Linked DNA regions of Rattus norvegicus: all the other regions are linked to region 2. A link is a contact called in public Hi-C data. All regions are on one chromosome and are shown on one strand. Each heading gives the region's core, a stretch centred on a gene start, on an enhancer-like site or on the middle of the called end of the contact. The rest is flanking DNA. Distances are from core to core; before and after follow the strand shown. Region 1 overlaps Rad51b (RAD51 paralog B). Region 2 holds the start of Zfp36l1 (zinc finger protein 36, C3H type-like 1). Region 3 overlaps Rad51b (RAD51 paralog B).

Region 1 (3,729 bases), core at 718-3,217, 460 kb after region 2:
TCATAGGAACTTAGGGACCATTGCAATATATTTGATCAGGAATGAATGTTCTAAGAAATGACCCCCACCTCTTTGAAGTTCTCGGGACAGACTGTCACTGTCTCACGAGTATTAGGCAAGTGTTTTCCCCAGCCAAAATCTGTTCATTTTAACTTGCTGGTAAGTAACTCCATTTTAGACTTTGAGAAAAACACTCCCATGTCCTCTTTACCTATTCAGCTATACAAGAAAAATATCTTAAAAAAACAGAACAAACCAACAAACCCCCAACTGCTTCAATCCCACTAGGGTTTCATAGTCAGGAAGAGTTATTTACCTAAGGAGGAGTTAGGAACTCCCTTTGCTGTTATCATTTCCTGTTGCCGTTACACTAGAGTCCGAGGCCATTTCTTCCCCCTCCATTTTGTTCTACTTCTTTCCTTAATATGAAGCAGGAAACTAAGAAAAAGAAATCCACTTATTTCCAAATAAAGAAGGAAGATAGTTTCTTCCGGTTTCCTCAGAGCTGAACAAGTGTGTGTGTGTGTGTGTGTGTGTGTGTGTGTGTGTGTGTGTGTGTATGTATGGTTTGTGAGTATGTTTGTGTATAATGTGTATATATGTATTGTGTGTATGTGTGATGTGTTCATATATTGTAGGTGTGTGTGTGTTTGCACGTTGTATATTATGTAGTTGTATTGTGTGTGTGATAAGTGCATATATGGTATTTGAGTGTGTTTTTGTATATTATGTATGTGGTGCCTGTGGGGTGTGTGTGTGTGTGTGTGTGTGTGTGTGTGTGTGGTCATAACGATTTTTAATGACATAAATGGCAGAGTCAGTATCTTCATTGGAAATCATTTAATATCTACTTATTGCTCACAGTATGCCTACAACCTTTCTTGGTCACTGAGATAAAAGATGAAGACACAAAGAATACAGCATAGTGTGTGTCTCTGAGAATCCAGGAGTTTAAGCTGGATTTATTCCAGTGGGTGGTAAAGGGCTTGCTGTTAAAACATGCATGTGGCCCTAAATTTAATCTCTAGAAGCAGAAAGCAAGATCTACCAAGTTAACCTTAGAGCATTTCTTTACATAGCTGAGAAGGTAGAGAAGGCATAGAGGAGGAAGAGAGCGAGACCAATTGTATGGGCCAGGAGACTTTCTCTATTCAAGAGGCAGTCTTGGAGCCTGAAGGTCTTGCTTGGGAAGAAGGAAGTTTTCACTCTAAAGACAACACCAAGAAGCAGACGCATGGGGCTTCCAGGCTGAGAATAAGGTGGTGCTGATCCAGGAAGCCTACCTGGCCAGGCACTCAGGAGCCTCACCAGGACTGAAAGTCCCCTGTCTTCCATCATGACCAATTCTCAGAAAGTAGAAAGGGAAAATGGACTAGAAGGACTGTGTATGTCTACTCAGGCCCATAGTGCCATACCCCAAATTCAACGGCAACTAGAAGAGCCCAGAAATGTCAAGGGAGGACTTCCAACAAAATTAGAAACCACCTTTTGGCTGCTGATGTAGTTCCCCCAACTACTCAAGGCTCACTGCCTTCAAATTCCCAGCTAGTCTGACCTTAGCTAGGAGGTGGCAGAGAAAATGGGTGGATTCACCCCGTGGAGACTTTGTCATACTTCTTCTGGAAAGCTGATTGGGAATGTCACATTGCCTGCACATGGAACGACTGCACACTTTTAGACAGTCCAGAGGAGCTCAGTACAAAGAAAAGGTGAGGTCATCACGGGACCACCAGGAAAGGAGATGCTGGAGTATCGGTCTCAGAAACAGTCAGCAACTGGTAAGTGGGGCACTGCAGAGGGATAACAAGACTCCATCCATGGGGGCATGATGGATAGGTATGAAGATACCTCAAAGGAAACTCAGAGACAGCCAAAGACAAGAATAGATCAGCTGCCTTGCAAGATGTCCAAGCCTAAATCACCAGGCTCCAGGCAGCAGCACTGACCAGAGTCCAGTAGCCAGCCATGTCTCCTAGCTCTCAACAGGAGGCAGGAGTCTGTAAGTCAGTGTCAAGTTTCAGTCTCCCCAGGACAGATCCTTTACCTTCAGACGGGGACAAATCATCAGCTGGAGACACCAGGTCTGCTTGAGAAGGGAGGGCTCCACTCAGATGGGTCGTAATTTGATTCGTCAAGATAACCTGTGAACAGACAGGAGGGGGAAGGGAGAAGAAAGAGAGAAGACCAAATTAATTATTAGAGCCATCAAAAGGCAGGCTGTGGTTTAGGAGAAGAGTGATATGCCAGGTAGGCAAACCCCTGCTGAACCCTCACCAGCATATCTTCAGGCAGGGCCTGTAGCTATTCAAGGCCCAGAAAGCAGAAGTAGGTGGGCTTTCCTCAGCTTATGGCTGGTGGATTCGTCTCAGATGCCCAGCAAGCTGAGAAGTGTTACAGTCTTAGCTAAATGCAGAGAGCAAAGCGGAATGAAGAAGCACCGTGCACATTTTATAAAGTACCGATTTTGAAAACTGCTTCCCAAATCTAAGACATTGCTGGCACCGATTTTAAAGTCATCGTTTAACATTTGGAGGTCAGTGGCTTCTTCCCGATACCCACAATGACAGTTTTATTTCCAAATTTGTGAATCAGGAATAAGACTTGTCTCTAAAAGGACACAGGTTCCTTTTAAATTAGTTGATGTAGCAAAAGAAGTGTAGTTTTGCTATACATTTAAGACATAAGTTAACACAATTTTACTAAAAAATAAAGTTTGCAGCACTTAAAATTCCTGGAAAAGACTCTAAACTATGTAGCTCCCATCATCCAATGTTATACAATGCTTTTATATTTAGTAAGTCGAAAACTTACTTTTCCTTAAAAATTTCCACTAATAAAATCTATTGTTAAACAATGTAAAGAGAGAGAGAATAAAACGAAGATCCTCTTATTAGAAAATTCCAAGAACGCAATCATTTTCAAAGGTTCTGTGTAGGGTTTCCATCACGAGAAGGAAACTTCTGACACTTGAAGGAAACTTGTTGGTCACCTGAAGGAAACATCCCCGTGTGCACAATTCAGTGTTTGGCATGTGTACCTAATAGAACCGTCTTAACCTGCTGTGAGGGCTACCTTACAGGTTTGCCATCTTGACATGAACAAAATAACCTCCTTTTCAAAATCTCTTGTGGTGCTGGGATTGAACCCAGGGCTTTGTGAATGCTAGCCCAGTGCTCTATATCTAGCTACATTGAAAGGTTTCCACGTAATCCAGCTTTTCTACTCCACCTCTGTCACCATGGACCAATGCCACATATAAACCCTGAACCAATTAGAACACATGGTGGTTTAATGAAGGGGTGAGGGAGGAGGAGGAGGATGACAACAGGTCAGGTTAAGAACTGAGGGGTCCTATTAGCAGAGAAAAACTCTTAGAGTTGTCAGTGATGGGGAGACTCAGCTGTCTGCACACTTTCTAGGAGCGCTGAGCAGGATCCGGGAGCCAATGCAGTAGTTACCGTTCTCATTTCTCAGTCTTTCATTTTGCTATTTCTCATCCAGACTGGAAAGACTCACATGAGCTGACGTCAGCAAACACACCCCCAAATAACAACTATTTGTGTGAAAGAGTATTAATAACAAATTATGTTCACCTCTTACTTCATAATATATAGTGTGATATGGCTGTTTAATATAACTGGATTCAAATCGTGAATATATAGTATAAACTTCAAAAATCGTGAATATATAGTTTAATATAGCTGGATTCGAATTGTGACTTCAACATTC
Region 2 (3,728 bases), core at 784-3,283:
CCCCCTTGGAACTGGGGAGGGGACCGAGCAAACATCCCTTTAAAAAGAAACCTACAAACCCGAATGATTTAAATTAAGGTGGATGGAAGTTATTTCCCTTCTTGCCGCTTGCCAGATTTCAAGAAAAGATGAAAAATGGGAGCGGGGGAGGGAAGCAACCGGCGGCTGGACAGCAGCAGCACCAAAACCCAGGGGCAGCAGCCGTGTTAAAAATGGGGGAGCCATCAATTCAAGTCACTGGAGACGAATCAAGCAGAGACTCCGCGGGGAATTAATGTTAGGCTCGTGGGCTGCAGCAAAAGTCGTGTTTCGCAAAGTTAAAAGAAAAAAAACTTGTTTCTAAAACAGTTGTGATTTGGATGGTTTCCCTGGGTTTGCCCAGAAGCTGGCGATAAATAAAGTTTTGTTTTTTTTTTTAAAGTGTGCGTGTGTGTAAGGGGTGGTGCGCCTCGAACGCTCCGCTCCGCCCGCTCCGTCCTTTCCAGAGAAACGTACTTGTAATGGGGTGACCTAATTACATCGCAATGGAACTCGCTCGTAGCCACTCGGCTCACCGGGTTTCATAACAGACCCGGCGGCCTCGAATGCTGGGAAGAAACGTGCGAGGCCTGGGCGGCGCGGCCCGCGATTTCCGCCCGGGTCTCCACTGCAGCACGCGAGCCTGTGCCGGTGGGAGGCAGCCAAACCTAATAGTAAATAAACACATAGTTCGCGGTTTTAAAGGGCGGTATAATTCATTGAAGGCCATTGGGTTCCGTGGGTCTTATTGCTTGGCACCCCCAAACAGGGCATAGTGACAAGCCATATGTTCCGTTCGCGTGGGGGCGGGAGAGCAGCAAGAAGTTAAAAGTGTCGCTTCCCCCACCTCTACCTTCCTTCTTACCAAAGTAACTTCTTTCCCCTTGTTTTTAACATTCGGGGATGTGTGGAGGAGGTAGCCCGAATTCAAAGCGCGCGCGGAAAGTGACTTGTTGCTCTTTTATTTTCAAGGGGCGCCCATGAAAATCTGGATTTTTCTGTAGTAGCAAGTTTAAAGATCGGTTGTGTGAACGAGACGCCCCAACTAGGTCTGTCTAAAAGAATTCTGCCCAGGCAGTGGTCTAGTCCACGGTGCCCCCACCCTACCGGGCCAGCGCAGGCTGCGGGCCAGCACGCGTGTACACGAGCGCTGCGCGCAAAATCCTGCTGCTCTCGCCCCCGCCAGGCTGGGCTCTCCGGGAGGAAAAGTTTCTCTGGTCACCCCTACTTCTCTTTCCCATTGGTGGGAAACAACAAACATAAAACTCTTGACTCGAACATTTGGGGTGCTCCGCATTCCTAAACTCCTCTCCCGGCTCGTTTTGCGATGGGTAGCCGGGTGTGGACAGGGAAGTCAGGAGACGGTAAGTCGTGCGGGAACTTGGAGAAGTTTCAAGGGACACTAGCTCAAGATGGAAACCGCAGCCCTGGCCCGCTCGGGACCAGCTTCAGCTCCTGCTAGAGAAAAAAAGAGTAAGAGAGGAGAGGAGAGAAAGGGGGGTTGGGGGAAGAGAGTCGAGCCCGCCTTCCAACCCTTAAAAAAAAAAAAAAAATCAACAAACACAACAACCAGAACTCAGAAGGGGGTGGAATGAGTGATGTCACAGAGCCGAGCAGCGAGGCTGACAAAGGGTGGGCCCCCCTCCCCCTCTGCCCGGCTCGGCCCAGGGGAGGGGCGCCCCCAGAGCCCGGGAGCGGAGCCCGCGGACTCGAAACTTTTCCTCTTTAAGAAAAAAAAGTTTTGCGCCGCTCCGAGTGCTTTTTTTTTTTTTCCGCCTTCTTTCCTCGTCTCCCTCCCCCTTCTTCCTTTTGAAAGTTTCTTTCCTCCCTCCCTCCCCCTCCCTCCCTCTTGACCGCATGGCTGATTCAACCTCGGTGTCAATCAACTTTTTTTCCACCTCCTCTTCTTCATTTAAATAAGTTTAAAGCTCCTCCTTCCACCCTCCCAACCCTCATATCTTATAAATTGGGCTTTGCTCGCCGCAGCCCGGGAGAGTCAGAAAGGCGAGGGGCGCCGGGAGCAGGCGTGTGGGACTCCTGACCGGAGAGCCGGAGGCTGCGCCTTCCCCGCACCGGGACCTTCACGACACAACAGATCCTAGTCCTTGCCCCGTGCGAACGCCCACGATGACCACCACCCTCGTGTCCGCCACCATTTTCGACTTGAGCGAAGTTTTATGCAAGGTAAAGTAGGGCGGAGCGTTGGCTTTTTGAAAGTTTCTCTTGGGCTTAAAGAAACTAAAAGTTTGGGTCTGGGGAAACAGCGTAGAGGGAGTGAAGGACTCATTGCTTGTGTTTCCCTCCATGGTGAAGGAATTTGGTCATGTCGTCCTCACTCCCAAGTTTCAGGTCCCAGGTGAAGTTCTATATGAATTCGGGGAGCAAAGTTCTGGGCGACTGCTCCAGTTTGCGGGGCAAGGAAGTGCGGAACAGTGGTTAGGATTGGGACAAATTTTGAAGGGTTCTTTTCTGCATGGTGCACCGCTGGAGCTGGGGTAAGCGGATGGGTTCGGCTTCACGGTGTGCACTCTGGGTTTTCTGTGCCCGCTGGAGGTGTTCGAGGTTACTCAACACCTTTTGCTAGCCTGTGGCGTAGGGGTCTCTAGGAAAAACCAAGACTTAGGGCGGTATGTGACTGGGAGAATTTTCTTGTCTGCTTTGGGAGGCTAATAGGTAATGCGGCGAAGAAAAAAGACCAACTTAAGGTTCAAAAAGATGTAGGCAAAGTGACTCTGTAGTGGAGTTTGTCCGCCCCAGCTGAACTAGGCTTCCTCCGCGAGAGCTGGTCGATCATGCTGCAAACTTTGGGCTGAAAGTGTTTGCTTACCTGTGTGTGAGGCACTACGGTTCGTTGACTAAGGAATAGGGGAACAAAATGCTGCCAGACCTCAAGTTCCCGCCAGTTAGGATTTAAGAGGGCCAAAATGGGGTAGTTTGCCAGTCAGGTTTTCGGAAAGCAAAACAAAACACAAACTTTTAAAACCGTAATGTTCCAAGAGTGCGGTTGAAATGTTCAACTCTGTGGATGTTGTTAATTTTTTACCCACTCTACATCCCCCAACCCCCCAATTTGAAAGGCTGAAGCTGCTAGGCTACTTTTAATTGCTGAACTGTTTTTGCCTTCCCTTAAACACGTCGGGTCATGTTGCTCTCTTCCTAGCTTGCTGCTCCTGTCGATGCAGCTGCCAAGGCCCCAGGGCTGCAGGGTTGGGGTGCAGGGCCTTGCCGGAGCAGTAGAGCAACATCAAAACTTTGCATTTTCGGCTTCTTTCCCTCCCTGCGTTTTTCCAAGTCTGTTTGCCCCGGCGGCTGCCTGAGCTAGGCAACTCCATCCTTCTCGTCCCTGCTGCCCGCTCTTTGATCTATTTCTCTTTCTTTTGCCCCCTCCCCCCGCAGGACTTTTTAAATGAACCTCATTGTTGGGAACCGGCTCTCCTCTGGGTTCCTGTAATCCGCTCGGTGGGGTGGTTGCGGTTACAGGGTTACCGATTCCCGATCCCCTGCTGCTGATCCTAAGGGACTAACTTTAGAATTTGCACAATGACACACACCCACATGTGTCAGGGGCCTGGAGATAACTTTCAAGTTTCCTACCCCCACTCTTTCTAAATCTTAGGTCGTTTGAGCAGGTGACTAGGGTTTGTCCTGTCCCTGCTCACCTCCCCCCACCCCTTCAACACACACAATTGACTGAGTCGTGGAGTGTGTGT
Region 3 (4,030 bases), core at 184-2,683, 360 kb after region 2:
CACATGTCCCTTGTCAGCTTGTAAAACTGATCCGCTGACAGGGTGGGGTTTTCTCCTAAGCACTGTTTTGAAATCCGCATGTCTGGAGGGAGGCTCGCACTGGGCCGGAGGGGGAAAGGGCAGGAGTTGAGACGGAGGATGCGTTCAGATGGCAGCACTCAGGTTAGACAAAGTTCTTAGCCAGAGTCGCAGTGCCTTCCCTAGGAAAGGAGATGCTTAGACAGGAGGATTTTTCCCGCTCGTATGTGATGGATGAGGAGTTCCTGATGACTGTGCTCACTAGTCCCTCTGACCATCTGGGCCTCATTCCTTTCGTAAGCTGGAAATGGCTTGCACCCTTGTCTTCTTACAGAGTGTTCCTTGTCATCCACCATCCACCTATGACAGGAAGCATCAGGGCAGCCAAGTGTGACAAGGCAAAGTGAAGAGGTGGCCCTGGTGCATTAAGGCCTAAAGAGATGGAGACCTGGGGAGCAGGAAGATACTGAACGGGCCGTAGAGGAAGAACTTAAAGTGTAAAGCTGCCAAACTGTGCCATGAACTGCGCCTCAGATTGAACCAGAGACACACCCTATATTCTGTGGAATTTATACTAAGTCCCCCAAAGTATCAGAAGGCTGGGAACAACAGGACTTGATGTGGCTTTTCCAGATAGAGGATTTGCCAGTCCCCCCCCCCCCCTTATGTGAACAATGGCCCAGTGTACCCTGTGGTGGCAATTTTCCATTTATACAGAAGTTCATTTTAATAATAATAATAATAATAATAATAATAATAATAATAATAAAGCACTGATCTTCAAGTTAATCAAAATTGGATTACACAGGTTTCAGGAGTTTATAATTTGGCGCCTGAGCCCCATAAGCCTGGACCTTTAGAAAACCTGCCATAGCTCATCTCTCTCATCTTCAACACTTACTTTTTCTAAATGATGCACTGCTGACCATCCAACAAAGAGCTGGAGAGGTAAGACAGTGAAACCAATATTTGTTTGTAGAAGCAGCTCCTGCCTCAAGAATAATGACCTTGGATAATAATAAAGAATGAGGCTTTGGGGTGAGGGAGTGGTTGGTTGCAGGGACCAGAGATAAAGGACTGACTATGCAACTGCCAGAGGAAGCACATTTTTGTAGTAATGAGGTTGTTTTTGTTGGCCTGATCTGTGCCTTCACCATGGGAACTGCGCCGTTTGCTTGCTGCTCCTACAGGGACTGCAGAACACTTTCCTTTGTACAGAGTAAAAGCAATGAAGAATAAGGATCCCCTCAAAGCCAGTGTCTTCGGGGGTGGGGGGTGGGGTGAATTGTATTCATCTCCACGTCCAGCTGTAAGGGCCACAGATTGCCAGATCTGTTCCATCTAATCTCGAGGGGCCTCAGACTGACCTTGTGGAACCTTCTTTCTGGGAAGTTAAGGAATTTCCAGGATTAGCTCAAATCTTGAGGCTGCCAACTGTGACAATCTACAAAGCTCTCTTAGGCAATGATTCAGACCCTATTTCTGCTTAAAGCCAAGATGGTTCCCAGTGAACTGGAAACACTCTCATTTCCTGGCTGTAGGCTATAATGGGAGTTGACCCCGGAAGAATTTTGGAAGGGCAAGCTTCAGCATTTCTGCATACTACAGATTGAACAGCTGATACCAGATATAGCTGAAATGTAATAAAACCTGAAAAGCGAGGTAAAGAGGTCATCATACACAAGTTTGAAAAAGAACACCACAAGAAGTGGGGGGAGTGGCATGTTAATGTCAATGATGGTTAATCTCATATATTTAACCACCCCAAATAGCACATTTTGGGGGGAAATACCTGGTGAATCTCCCCTGAACTGATTTTCTGGACATTCTAGCATAAGTCCAAATTTCTAAGTTCTGATTAGATAAAATACAGATTCCCCTCAAAATCTCTAATTAGAAAAGAATACATTGGTACTTTGGGCTAGCCCAGGTGAGAGCGCCTCAGATCCAGCTACAAACAGCACTGGCACACTGGGGCCCTCATCTTTCCCTCTGTCTCCTGAATGCTGAGGACATCTAAGCGGTTGACAAAATAAATTTCCAGCCTCCCTCTGTGGCCTCCTCAGGCTTCGGTCCCATCTGGAAAATGAAGAAACAGGACTAGAGAGCCTCTTCATATCCATCCTCTGCGAATTCCTGTAATGACTGCATCTTTGCAGGGTTGGCTCCAGCACTCCCTGGCTGCAGTACATTCTCTACCCTTCAGGCTTCACTGAACCCTAGTCCTCAAGCATGCCTAGCAGTGTCTGGGGGGGACTCTCAGATCACAAACTGAAGCTTTTTTTTTTTTTGGTTCTTTTTTTCGGAGCTGGGGACCGAACCCAGGGCCTTGCGCTTCCTAGGCAAGCGCTCTACCACTGAGCTAAACCCCCAACCCCAAACTGAAGCTTTAATGGACAGTTCAGTCAAATGTTTCTCCCATCCCTACAAGGCAGACTTGACTCTACTTGATCCAGCTGACCTCAGGAACTAAGGATGCTCTAAGAGCTCTCTAATCCAAAACAAAAGGATGAAGATCCCACATGTGAAGGCTTAGCAAGAAAACACACACATACACATACACACACACACACACACACACACACACACAGAAACACAGACACACATACACAGACACAGACACACAGACACAAAGACACACACAGACACAGAAACACAGACACACATACACAGACACACAGACACAAAGACACACACAGACACAGAAACACAGACACACACACAGACAGACACAGAAACACAGACACACACACAGACACACAGACACAAAGACACACACAGACACACACACAGACACACAGACACAAAGACACACACAGAAACACACACAGACACACACAGACAAAGACACACACACATACACACATACAGACACAGAAACACAGACACACACATAGACACACACACAGACACACAGACCCAAAGACACATACACAGAAATACACACAGACACACACACAGAGACACATACACATAGACACAAACACAGACACACAAACACACACACATAGACACAGACACAGAAACACAGACACACACACAGACACACATACAGATACACAGACACAAAGACACACACAGAAACACACAGAGACACACACAGACACAGACACAGACACAGACACACACACACACACACACACACACACACACACACACACACACACACTCCTCTGCAGGTTAATTTTATAATGCAAACATCTAGGAAGTTTAAGAAGACAGCTTTGAACATAAATGGCCAGATACTTTCTCAGCATTCAACATTTCCAGTCTAGTTCATAGCCCAGCTTGGCAGCCCCATCCATAACAACGTTTCCATAACACTAGTTGAGGGAATTTTAAGAATAGTCAGCAACTCCAAGGAACTTTTCATTCAAGGGTTCCAGAATGTTACGTAAGGATTCTTATGATCCCAAACAGATGTGGAGAAGCTATTCATCTGAGAAATGAGGGACATTTTACAGATTTGTCTAGAGTAAGCCAGGACTTGAACAGAGATTCCAACAAAGCACTTTCAGATTTGAGCAATTCCTAATCTCTAACACATTAGCAGATACCAGAGTGAGTTACGCAGAAACTTAGAGAAGTCATGGAGAAAAAAAAGGGGTCCCAAGTATCTGATTTCTCTAGTGACTCAGGGATCAATTTGGGAACCTTCTGGAAGCCTAACTAGGGCGGACAGAATTTAGATTAGCCAAGATGATTAATATAAATACTGATCTGTTCTTAACTTAGGAAATCATTTCCCTCTCCTGTATTGTCTTTTGGTTGGCGTCCGCGTGCATGCTCTTTCAGATGACTAATATTTAGAGCACGCTGAGGTAATAATATGCACAATGACAAACCACAAGTAGTCTGTATGGTATGGTCTAAGTTTAAGAAGAAAAAAGCCCTCACTACAAGTGTTTATACGCATACATTTCTGAGTCATCTTACTATGTAGTAAGCAAGAGGACTGATTCCTTTGCTTCCGGGCTGGCCTTGAGCACCTTGAACATCTCAGCCTCCCTTG

The links. A called contact is a pair of places that touch in the nucleus more often than the background predicts.
Region 1: a Hi-C map of psoas muscle shows a contact between it and region 2, with 9 times the contacts expected there. The contact joins the enhancer-like site here to the promoter of Zfp36l1 in region 2. A contact is called at or near these places in 2 of 12 Hi-C or Micro-C datasets (liver and psoas muscle).
Region 3: a contact with region 2 is called in a Hi-C map of the A7r5 cell line, with 2.0 times the contacts expected there. The contact joins the enhancer-like site here to the promoter of Zfp36l1 in region 2. A contact is called at or near these places in 1 of 12 Hi-C or Micro-C datasets (the A7r5 cell line) and 1 of 1 datasets of contacts at active chromatin or transcription factors (oligodendrocytes).

The regions. Positions count from the first base shown.
Region 1 is chr6:104,209,884-104,213,612 of GRCr8, reverse strand. It overlaps Rad51b (RAD51 paralog B), which reads right to left. Exons shown (of 11, transcript NM_001399175.1): 8 at 2,045-2,141. Among named protein-coding and RNA genes, the nearest start is that of Atp5pdl1, 220 kb to the left of the region's middle. Within about 2 kb of position 1,967, at least 11 of the 93 cell types and tissues checked have an H3K27ac peak or open chromatin away from gene starts, as enhancers often do.
Region 2 is chr6:104,666,995-104,670,722 of GRCr8, reverse strand. Zfp36l1 (zinc finger protein 36, C3H type-like 1) reads left to right here and starts at 2,033. Exons shown (of 2, transcript NM_017172.2): 1 at 2,033-2,202. The coding sequence starts at 2,146.
Region 3 is chr6:104,305,469-104,309,498 of GRCr8, reverse strand. The region is part of intron 8 of Rad51b (RAD51 paralog B); the gene reads right to left. All of the region lies in intron 1 of LOC134479408 (a long non-coding RNA gene), which reads left to right. Among named protein-coding and RNA genes, the nearest start is that of Atp5pdl1, 120 kb to the left of the region's middle. Within about 2 kb of position 1,433, at least 23 of the 93 cell types and tissues checked have an H3K27ac peak or open chromatin away from gene starts, as enhancers often do. A contact at or near this core is called in the A7r5 cell line, where this site is marked.